3 separate regions of the Mus musculus genome follow, and all the other regions are linked to region 1. Evidence: chromatin contacts called from public promoter capture Hi-C data. All regions are on one chromosome and are shown on one strand. The core of a region is the stretch at or near the end of the contact, and the rest is flanking DNA. Distances in the headings are between cores, read along the strand shown.

Region 1 (2,921 bases), core at 262-2,761:
GGGACGCGTTTCGGGGAGGAGAGCTAGTGAGAGAGAACACTGGCAGTCCTCCAAAATCAAATGATCCTGAATGCCACATGAAGAAAGGCAGAACTTTTACAAAGCATCACTTCCAGCCATTCAACTGTCCCCAGTCGGGATTTTTTTTTTTTTTTTTTTTGGGTCAGGCAAAAAATCCACCCCACTAGGTATACTCCAGAGTCCATCCAAGGAGAGTCACTTTCCAAACGGGACAACTCCAGGTATCCAAACTCTGCTAACCGGAAGAACTTTGGTAGAATCGCCAATGAAACTGGTGGAAACATTGGATGGACCAACGATGGCGTGAAGAAAAGCCACTCTACCTGAACTGACCTCAAGGGAAGCAAGGAGACAGGGAATCCACCCAGAGCACACAGAAGTAATTACTCACTCTGAAGGAGGCCTGAGTCCTGACAGGAAAGAAAAGACACGAACTAAGTAGCAATAAGAATGGGAAGAAAGCCTCCTTCAGTTCAAGGGGGAGGGGCTGGAGCTCCTCTAAATGAACACTGTAGCAGATCCTAGTAAAGGCCTTAAATGTCAGCAGTTCTCACTAGAGAAGGGGGGGGGGTGCCCTCTCACACAGTTCTCTCTCTATAGATCATTTCCAGGGACAGCCTTCATTGTTTTTCTGCAAACTTTTGCAGGCTGCACCTGCTTTGTGTAGCCTCACAGGAAACCAAAGAGAAAAAGGAGGAGTAAGAATTTTTAAACTAACCCAAATTCATTTTTACAATGAATCAAAATTCCTAACGTAGTCTAAAAATTGAAGTCCAACGGGCACGGAGACATTTAGGGAACCGGGCCTGGCTACTTCCCAATGAAGAAATCGTGACTCATCAAAGCTTCAGAACGGACACAAGAGAGTTTGCATTTGTCTGGAGTTCACCTTCGGGCCAAGAAATGCTCTCCACTGTGAGCCTCAGTGTTTTTTCTAGATGCTTAAGTTTGGCAGGGGTTCTTTCTCTGGGTCCCATAACCCAGAGAACTGGTCCACTGGGGGGAGCTGTATAAACTTCTCTTTCCTCACCAACTCTAGGGCCACCTGAGACCACTACCCCCAATTCAAGAGATGTTGAAGTCCTAAAGCTCTAAGGAATTGGAAAGGTGTCCTCTCCAATTGCAATTGCTGGAGTGCAGTCCCTGCGGGCACTGCTCTGGAGAATTCCGGAAGTGATCCCCTACACTCTATCCCATGGGACCTAGCGGATGTCAAGGAAGACAAGCCAGGAAGGGAGGTACACAGAGCAGAGGAACCAGGAGTGGCTAGGGGTGCGGGGTCAAGATGTGCGGCCCGGGACAGTGGGTGAACACCCCTCCTGGGGTCCTCAGCACCCTCCCACACACGGCACACCCACACACCTTTGCCCCGCGGGGGGTCTTGGGTCCTAGCCTCAGGGATCTCCGGAGGTGAGCGAGGGGCGGGTCCGGAGGTGAAGTGGAGCCTTCCCGGTGCTCTGGGCAACCAGACCGCCCCCGCTCTCCCCCCTCCCCCTCCCGCGGCGCGAGCGAGAGAACGCAACAAAACAAAACAAACTCGTGCCGGCTTCCTGTTGTGCAACCACTTTCTGAGTAAGTAAGGGGCTGAAAGGCCGCCAGTTAGGAAGCCGGGCTGCGGGGGACCCTGCTGGCCAAAGCACCCGGAGCCGCACTGGGGTACATAGGGCCCTGCACTGTGACCCTGTCCGGACCACGGGGCGACTACCCTCCCTGCCCCCACGAGTGTCGTTTTGCTATTGCCTCCCAAACACACTACCAGATCTAAGGGCGCGACCTCGACGAACCTTTTTGCCAAAAAAAGAAAAAAAAAAAGGAAACCTCCAAAAGTTTCCTCCAGGTACCTACTTGAATCATCCATAGTAGGATGACAAATCCGCCCTGGTCAAGGTTTTCAGACACTTGGGTGAGTTTCTCGTCCCCCGGGTGACTTGTCAGCTCTAGTGAGTAACTTGGAACTGTTGCTTGGGGCAAGGTGTGTGTCTAGGAGAGCCAACAGCTCACTCACGCTTTCCAGAAAGTGATCCCGACCGACTTCAAAATAGACACAGGGTCATTTATAGGGACCGGAGCCTTGAAGCGGGACTCGAGACAGACATTTCCCAAACAGTGCTGACATTTTGTCCCCGGCCCATAAAAATGTAAACGCGAGGTGACAAACCCGGCGGGGAGTGCTAGGTGTCTGAATGTGTCTGCGATTTCGTGGCGTGGGAGGTTACAGTTGAAAACTTGGCGGCTGCGGGTCGATGCACCGCTCCTAACTAGTAGCTGTGCCCCCAAACCCGAGGACCTCACTGAACAATGGGGACACCAACTTGGATGAGACGGAGAAGTGAAAAACAGCCTTCGTGGCGCCCCATAAACACGTGGAAGCCGAAAAGACAACTACAACCCCGACTGTGAGCTAAAGACCTCAAAGTCCCATCACTCCCCACTTTGCCAAAGTTTCCCTAAGTAGGACCCCGGTGCTCGCCCTGTATCTGGCCCTGATTGTGTAACCTTCTGGTACCTGTATTTTCAGTTAAAAGGCACGGAGACTCTCCCTCATAAACGAAACTTCCACACCTTGTTGGTTTCCTTTCTGTCTACACCCCGCGCTCTTAGGTAACTGACAGCCAGTTTGATGGCTAAATGAGTATTGCCATCAGCCTCGGTAAGGTGTGCCTAGGTCTCTAGAAGCCCTGTGAGTCTGGGGGAGTTGGTGTGCTCCTGTCCTCAAACCCGTGCGAATGCCACCAAGCCGGCATGCAGAAACTCTTTCTAATCCCGAGTTTGCGTCCCCAGGCTTGACCGCCCCCACACTCTCTAGCGCCTTCTCTCTCTGTCCCTCGCCTGCAGAACAAAGTTCCTATGGCATCCACTTACCAGGTAACCGGATTTCCACAACAAAGCTAGGCGAGCGA
Region 2 (2,921 bases), core at 157-2,656, 680 kb after region 1:
TATCATCCATCATGATAGTCTCTGTGGCTTCTATTTCACACAAATAATTGCACAAAATAAGGAATGCTTGACAGAAGATCAACCTTGTCAGGCTGCTCAACATCCTTTAGTTTTCTTTTGCATGTCGGAGCAGACGGTTGAATTTTTACATCTGCTGCAAGCATCTTCAAACATCTTCAAAGAAACCGACTGTTTTCTAGTACACACACACACACACACACACTCTCCCCTCAGTCCCTTGGCCTAAGGGGGTTAGCTCTCCATCCCTTGAAGTGGTCGGACAATCTTTCAGTCAATCGTCTAGAGAAGAGAAGAGAAACACTTTGAAAAGCTAGCTAGGATTTAGGCTTACCTCCTTCTGGGCCTTGCTCTCTTGGACTTGGACTTTGGATGTGTCGGGGGAAATCTCAGGTACACGGTTAAATATAGAAGGCAAACAGGAGTGTCCCTCTGGAGATCTCACCTGCCAATGAGCATGCCACACCCTGTAACTTCACCCTTGAACAGTGTTTCCAACCTCTTCTGACCATACCTAACAAAGCCATGTTGCACTCTTTCCTTAGGATGTCCCAAATACCTCCAAATGTCTCTCTCCCAGAGACACGATATTATCAGCGATAAGTAAGCGTGGCCCCAAACTGACTTATTACAGGCAACACAGACAACCACCATGTCCTATAGGATGGAGGATACAGATGTGAGTCCAGGCTGCTCCTGGATTTTTGTTTGTTTGTTTGTTTTGGGTTGAGGATGGGGAGGCAGGCGTGTCTCCTGTTCCAAGAGGCCATGATTCAAATTACTCTGGAAAGGCGTGTTGGGAAGGGTGTCCTGATTGTACAGATCCCAGACAGACTTTCCCTGGTCATCCTTGGAACCTGGATTCCATTTAGAAGGAAAGAAATTCTACACGATTTCTGTCATCCAGATTTCTTCCCTGATTTAGTACCAGAATTTTTGGCTAGTCACAACATCACTATCATTCTCAATAACTCTTCCAAACCAAGTCCCCTAGCAGGAAGCACATAACCTCTGGGGGTGTTTTGTTTTGTTTCCACTCTCGCTCTGTTGAGCCAGTTTAGCGTCATATAGGTATTTCCCTAAAGGAATTCCATTTTCCTGTCCATTGCACTCTGCAGTCTTGTCCCAACTTGGTGACAATGGTACAGAGAGATCACACTCACAGAACTGGGTTGGCAATACCTGTCAGCCTCGGAGGCATCAGCAAGAACCCAGAGCCCTGGCCTTCCCTGCCCAGCCAGAGCTGCAGCTGTGCGGGACCGTGCGACGGAGCCGACCCCTCCCTCCCAGGTGTCTGTGACCCGAAACACTCACGCGACACGGTGCGGGGACGGTGACCGCAGCAGAGGCCTCTAGCCAGAGCTCCAGAGCGATCAGCGCAGGGACAGTACCTTGCTTCGGCAGAGCCCCAGGATTGGTTGGCTATGACAGTGGATCACGAGCTTCAACCAATCAGCGTGGCCTTTGGCTCCCTTAAGCGCTCGGGTGCCCGCGGAGGCCTGGGGTGTTCTTCCGGTGCAGGCGCCTGGAGCCGGGAGGTGGGCGGGGCGGGACAGAACCGCAAATTCCAACCTGCATGGTCTTGTAAGGTGCGTGATTTTGAGGGAAGGCCCAAGGAAGCAGCGTGGAAATGTTTCAAGTCCTCGGAGTCCGGTGCCTCAAAAACAAAACAAAAACAACAACAAAACCCATCACCAAATCTCGCTTAAAGGTAACCAGGGAACAAAAGCAGACAGTGACCAGAATTTCCGTATTTCCCTATGCGTTTTCCATATTTCGTACTCCTACCAGAATTGTCTGTCTATAGTACAACTCCGAACTTCACTAGGAAACACTGGACCCATTAGCACTTACTATGTAACCGGTTGGGGAAATAGTATGTGAATCACAACCTTTAGGAAGGGCTCTGCATTAGCATGTGTTGGCTCCACACCTTAGAGAAGGCAATCTAGCCTCTTCCAGGCATATCTAGCCTCGCAGGCTTGTATAGATGTTTTTAGTTCCAGTGTTCCTTATTCTGACTTTTAGATCCCTCATTCCAAACATTACTTGGATGGGAAAATTGCAACAGAATCTTTATTTAGTTCTATTTGTGGGAGGAGATGGGTGTTGCTAGGAGTAAATGCTTTTGGAGAGAAACAAGTAGCCCATCCCTAAGGTAGGAAGTAGTGTCTATACGTGCAGACTAAACTTGTCTCCGTTCTGTTCCCAGCTCTGTAACCTGTACGAGGAACAGAGGTCGTTGTACCTTCAGATAAACACTGTGGGAACCAAGAATGTTAAACACACAGGGTTGTAGCTTCAAAGAGAAAGATTTAGAATGTGTTTTCCGCCCAGAAGACTGGGAGCAGAAGTGGTTAACATTTGCACTGTGTGTGCGAGACCTCACCAGATCCTTCCCTCATCATGAGCTGTTTTTCTCAGTCAATCTATAGAACCTATCTTTATGGATAATGTCACATGCAGTCACCCTAGAGACCCCATCTTAATCTATGTTCTACCTTTTCAAAGACTTACATATTCTAGATAGTTCGTATAAATGAAACGGACTTCTTTTGTTTTTGTTATTTTTTTTTTGTTGTTGTTGTTGATGCTGTTGTTGTTTGAGACAGGGTTTCTCTGTGTAGCCCTGGCTGTCCTGGAACTCACTCTGTAGACCAGGCTGGCCTCGAACTCAGAAATTTGCCTGCCTCTGTCTCCCAAGTGCTGGGATTAAAGGCGTGCACCACCATGCCGAGCTGACTTCTTTTACTTTAACACTAGTGTGTGTGTGTGTGTGTGTGTGTGTGTGTGTGTGTGTGTATCTAAGCTATAGTAGGGGCTGGTGAGATGGCTCAGTGGGTAAACATGCTTACCACCCTGAGACCCAGTTCTATTTCTGGGCTCCACATAGTGGAAGGGAA
Region 3 (2,921 bases), core at 190-2,689, 650 kb after region 1:
TGAATTCCACCTAGTTGCAAAGGAAAGTAGTTTACAAGCAGTTCCACTTCATTTTATGACTCTCATTAATTCCTTATTTCCAAGTCAAGTAAGAACATTGATTTTTTTTTAAAGTTCTGATAAGTTGCTTCACTTACAAACACTGCTTTGAAAAAAACTATAAAATTAGTTAAGGGAATCTACAAACACATTTTACAACATAGGAGAAAGGCTAATATCAGAATGGCAAGGGTAGGTCAAGACCACGAGATCTCTATGCAATTCAGCACGCTAGTTCACCTTCAGTGCTGCTGCAAACCACAGAGAAGCTTCATCTGTCCCCATACTACAATCTACCTATCTGCATCGATGAGCTATCCATGCCGAGACTCATCTCATCCGCCCTTGTCCTTCCCTGTGCCCTTTATTAAGTTTTCACTTCACATGAATTGCTCCGTTGGCTTTGCTCTCCCTCTCTCAGCCCTTCTGGACGAACCTTACTGCCCTACGCTGTTGCTTCTTTTCCCCTCCTGTTCAGCACATCCTGACCTCCTCGCTCTTCCCCGTATAATTCAGACAGCAGTGTCTTTCCCCTAAATAAACTTTTCCTCTAAATAAACGCCCCCAATCCCATCCCATCCTATCTATGTGACTAGTTCCTCATCACCTATATCTATCTTCTGACAATGCCCCCGACAGTGGTTAATTTCAAATGAGCAAGAATTTATTTGACTCGTGATTTGAAGATGCTCCAGGGTCCAAGGACTTTTCCTGTAGCATCATCCCATAGCGGAGGTGCCGGAAAAGGAGGATGAAGTGATCTTGCAACAGATTCACTCAGGACAATCCACTTCTGTGATAATGGCCTGACTCCGTTTCAAGAAAATTTAATTCCCTCACTTCACTTCCTAACGCTGCCCTGGAGATTAAGCTTATAACACACGGAATTTGGGGTATACATGAAACCTAAGGCCATCTTTTTAATAAGGCCTACTCTGAACAAATTATTTCTTCTAAGTCTAAAGTGAACTTCATATAAGTCTGTATGGTTTTTAAAACTGTATTCACACGTACACTAGGTACAAATTCTATTTCCTACAGAAATTCACTGGCAGAGCAAAGTCAAGGATAAGAAAAGAGGAGTTTGCACACTGATAAGCTACCAAGCCTTCCCTTCAGAGTTTTACCTGGGTTTGTGAATCTTCTCCAGGCGGAGGAAGAAGGGTGAGGGTTGAAGGCTTTGCCCTTGCGTGAGTAGTGGGGAAAGAACTGTGTCATAGGACTTTGCTCCTCCATCTCGAACCGGCTCCAGTCACTTTGGCCACAGAGTTTTATAACTTCTATCAGCAGGTGCCTGCCGCACAGCTTCCTGGGTCTGGATTCCTCTTCCTCTTCCCTGGAGAAAGGAGTCAGTAGGAGTCCAAGCCACAACAGACAAGAACAGCACAGCTGCTTCATCCCTGGGCTCCGCCACAGGGCCGGGCGCGCTGCAACGGCCGTCGCCCCGCCCCCGCCCCGCCCCGCCCCGCCCCGCCTTCGCCACCCACCACGCCCCCAGCCACGCCCCTCTCCGCACCGCCCTCGGGTTGCCCTCCCTCGCAGGCAATCTTCTCCAGAACACTTTGGTTAGGTGCGGGGTGTTCCAGGCTTACATGGACTTCCGGCTTGCAGAAAGTTGAAATTAACAGGCTCTTTTGGCCTCAGAAATGCAAGTTTTAAAATGTCTTCTTTTCCTAACTTTATTCATTCATTTTCCTTGTCGTCAAAGTTGAAATTAACAGGCTCTTTTGGCCTCAGAAATGCAAGTTTTAAAATGTCTTCTTTCTCTGACTTTATTCATTCATTTTCCTTGTCGTGCGCTCCAAGAAACTGCCTCATGAAATATGAGAACCTAGGACTCTGAGATGCAGCATCCCCCCCACACCTGGAATGTGATCTTCTTTTTGCCTAGTGTTTACAGGAGCCATTTCTTCCCTTCGGAGAAACTTATCTCCTTCATGGATTATATTTTTTAACTTTAAAAAATTGGTACTGGAACTAGAGAGATGTCTTGGCAGTTAGGAGAACTTGCTCTTGCCGAGGATCCGGGGTCGCTTCCCTGTACCAACAAAGCAGCACATGGTAGTCTGTAACTCCGGTTCAGTACCAGTCATACTCGTGGTGCATATACAGACATGCAAGCAAACACTCATACATATCAAATAAAATAAATAAACCCTTTTTAAAAATTACTCATTCCATCGCGGTGTCTTCTCACATCTATCGCACTGTACTTCACTCTCTCTTACTCGCCTCCCTTAACCACCCTCTCCCAGTTCCTGCCTTTAGTAATTCCCCTTTTTGCTTTTTTTTAATTACATGTCCTCTATTAATTGATTGCCTCCTACCTTCTTTAAGCACTCATCCCTCTCGGAATCCCTTTTGTAGTTTCATGACCTACAAACACAAACATTTAAGCATACACATATATAAACACACAAATACATAGTTTTAAGTCTAGATTCTACATGTACATAAAAGCATCATTTAGTATCCGGTTCCCGGTAAAAATTGCCTTAATTTATTTATATGAGCACATTCTTTTTTACAATAAATTATCATCACCATTATTATTATTATATTATTATTATTATTATGATGTTTATTTACTGCTGATGTGTGTGTATAAGTTGGATCCAGTTCTCTCCATGCACCATATGGGACCCCAAGATCGTTGTCACATTGTCAGGCTTGGCAGCAAGTGCCTTAACCCGCGAAAGCATCCCACTGCCTGGGAATGCATTCTTAACTGCTACACACTATTATTAGCAGGATAATGGCTGAATGGATTTATTTAACTGAAAAAAAATTATTTGCATGCCTAATTTTGAGTGAATAAGTTCTAATATTATAAAATTAATTTCAGATGTATTTACTAGAATCCCATACTATTAATTTTACTC

What was found. Promoter capture Hi-C pulls out the DNA fragments that hold promoters and counts their contacts. Capture Hi-C pulls out chosen DNA fragments and counts their contacts.
Region 2: a promoter capture Hi-C map of adipose tissue shows a contact between it and region 1. A contact is called at or near these places in 3 of 39 promoter capture datasets (the 3T3-L1 cell line, embryonic stem cells and neural stem cells), 1 of 484 Hi-C or Micro-C datasets (uterus), 2 of 130 datasets of targeted methods (astrocytes and bone marrow-derived macrophages) and 1 of 9 other capture datasets (adipose tissue).
Region 3: a contact with region 1 is called in a promoter capture Hi-C map of embryonic stem cells, with 6 times the contacts expected there.

Annotation. Positions count from the first base shown.
Region 1 is chr19:28,676,713-28,679,633 of GRCm38.p6, forward strand. D930032P07Rik (RIKEN cDNA D930032P07 gene) reads left to right here and starts at 1,512. Exons shown (of 5, transcript NR_045330.1): 1 at 1,512-1,593. Glis3 (GLIS family zinc finger 3) reads right to left here. Exons shown (of 11, transcript NM_175459.6): 1 at 2,884-2,921.
Region 2 is chr19:29,360,465-29,363,385 of GRCm38.p6, forward strand. It overlaps Plgrkt (plasminogen receptor, C-terminal lysine transmembrane protein), which reads right to left and starts at 1,407. Exons shown (of 6, transcript NM_026362.2): 1 at 1,333-1,407; 2 at 353-463. It also overlaps a transcript of Cd274 not described here.
Region 3 is chr19:29,323,879-29,326,799 of GRCm38.p6, forward strand. It overlaps Insl6 (insulin-like 6), which reads right to left and starts at 1,440. Exons shown (of 2, transcript NM_013754.1): 1 at 1,167-1,440. The coding sequence starts at 1,437.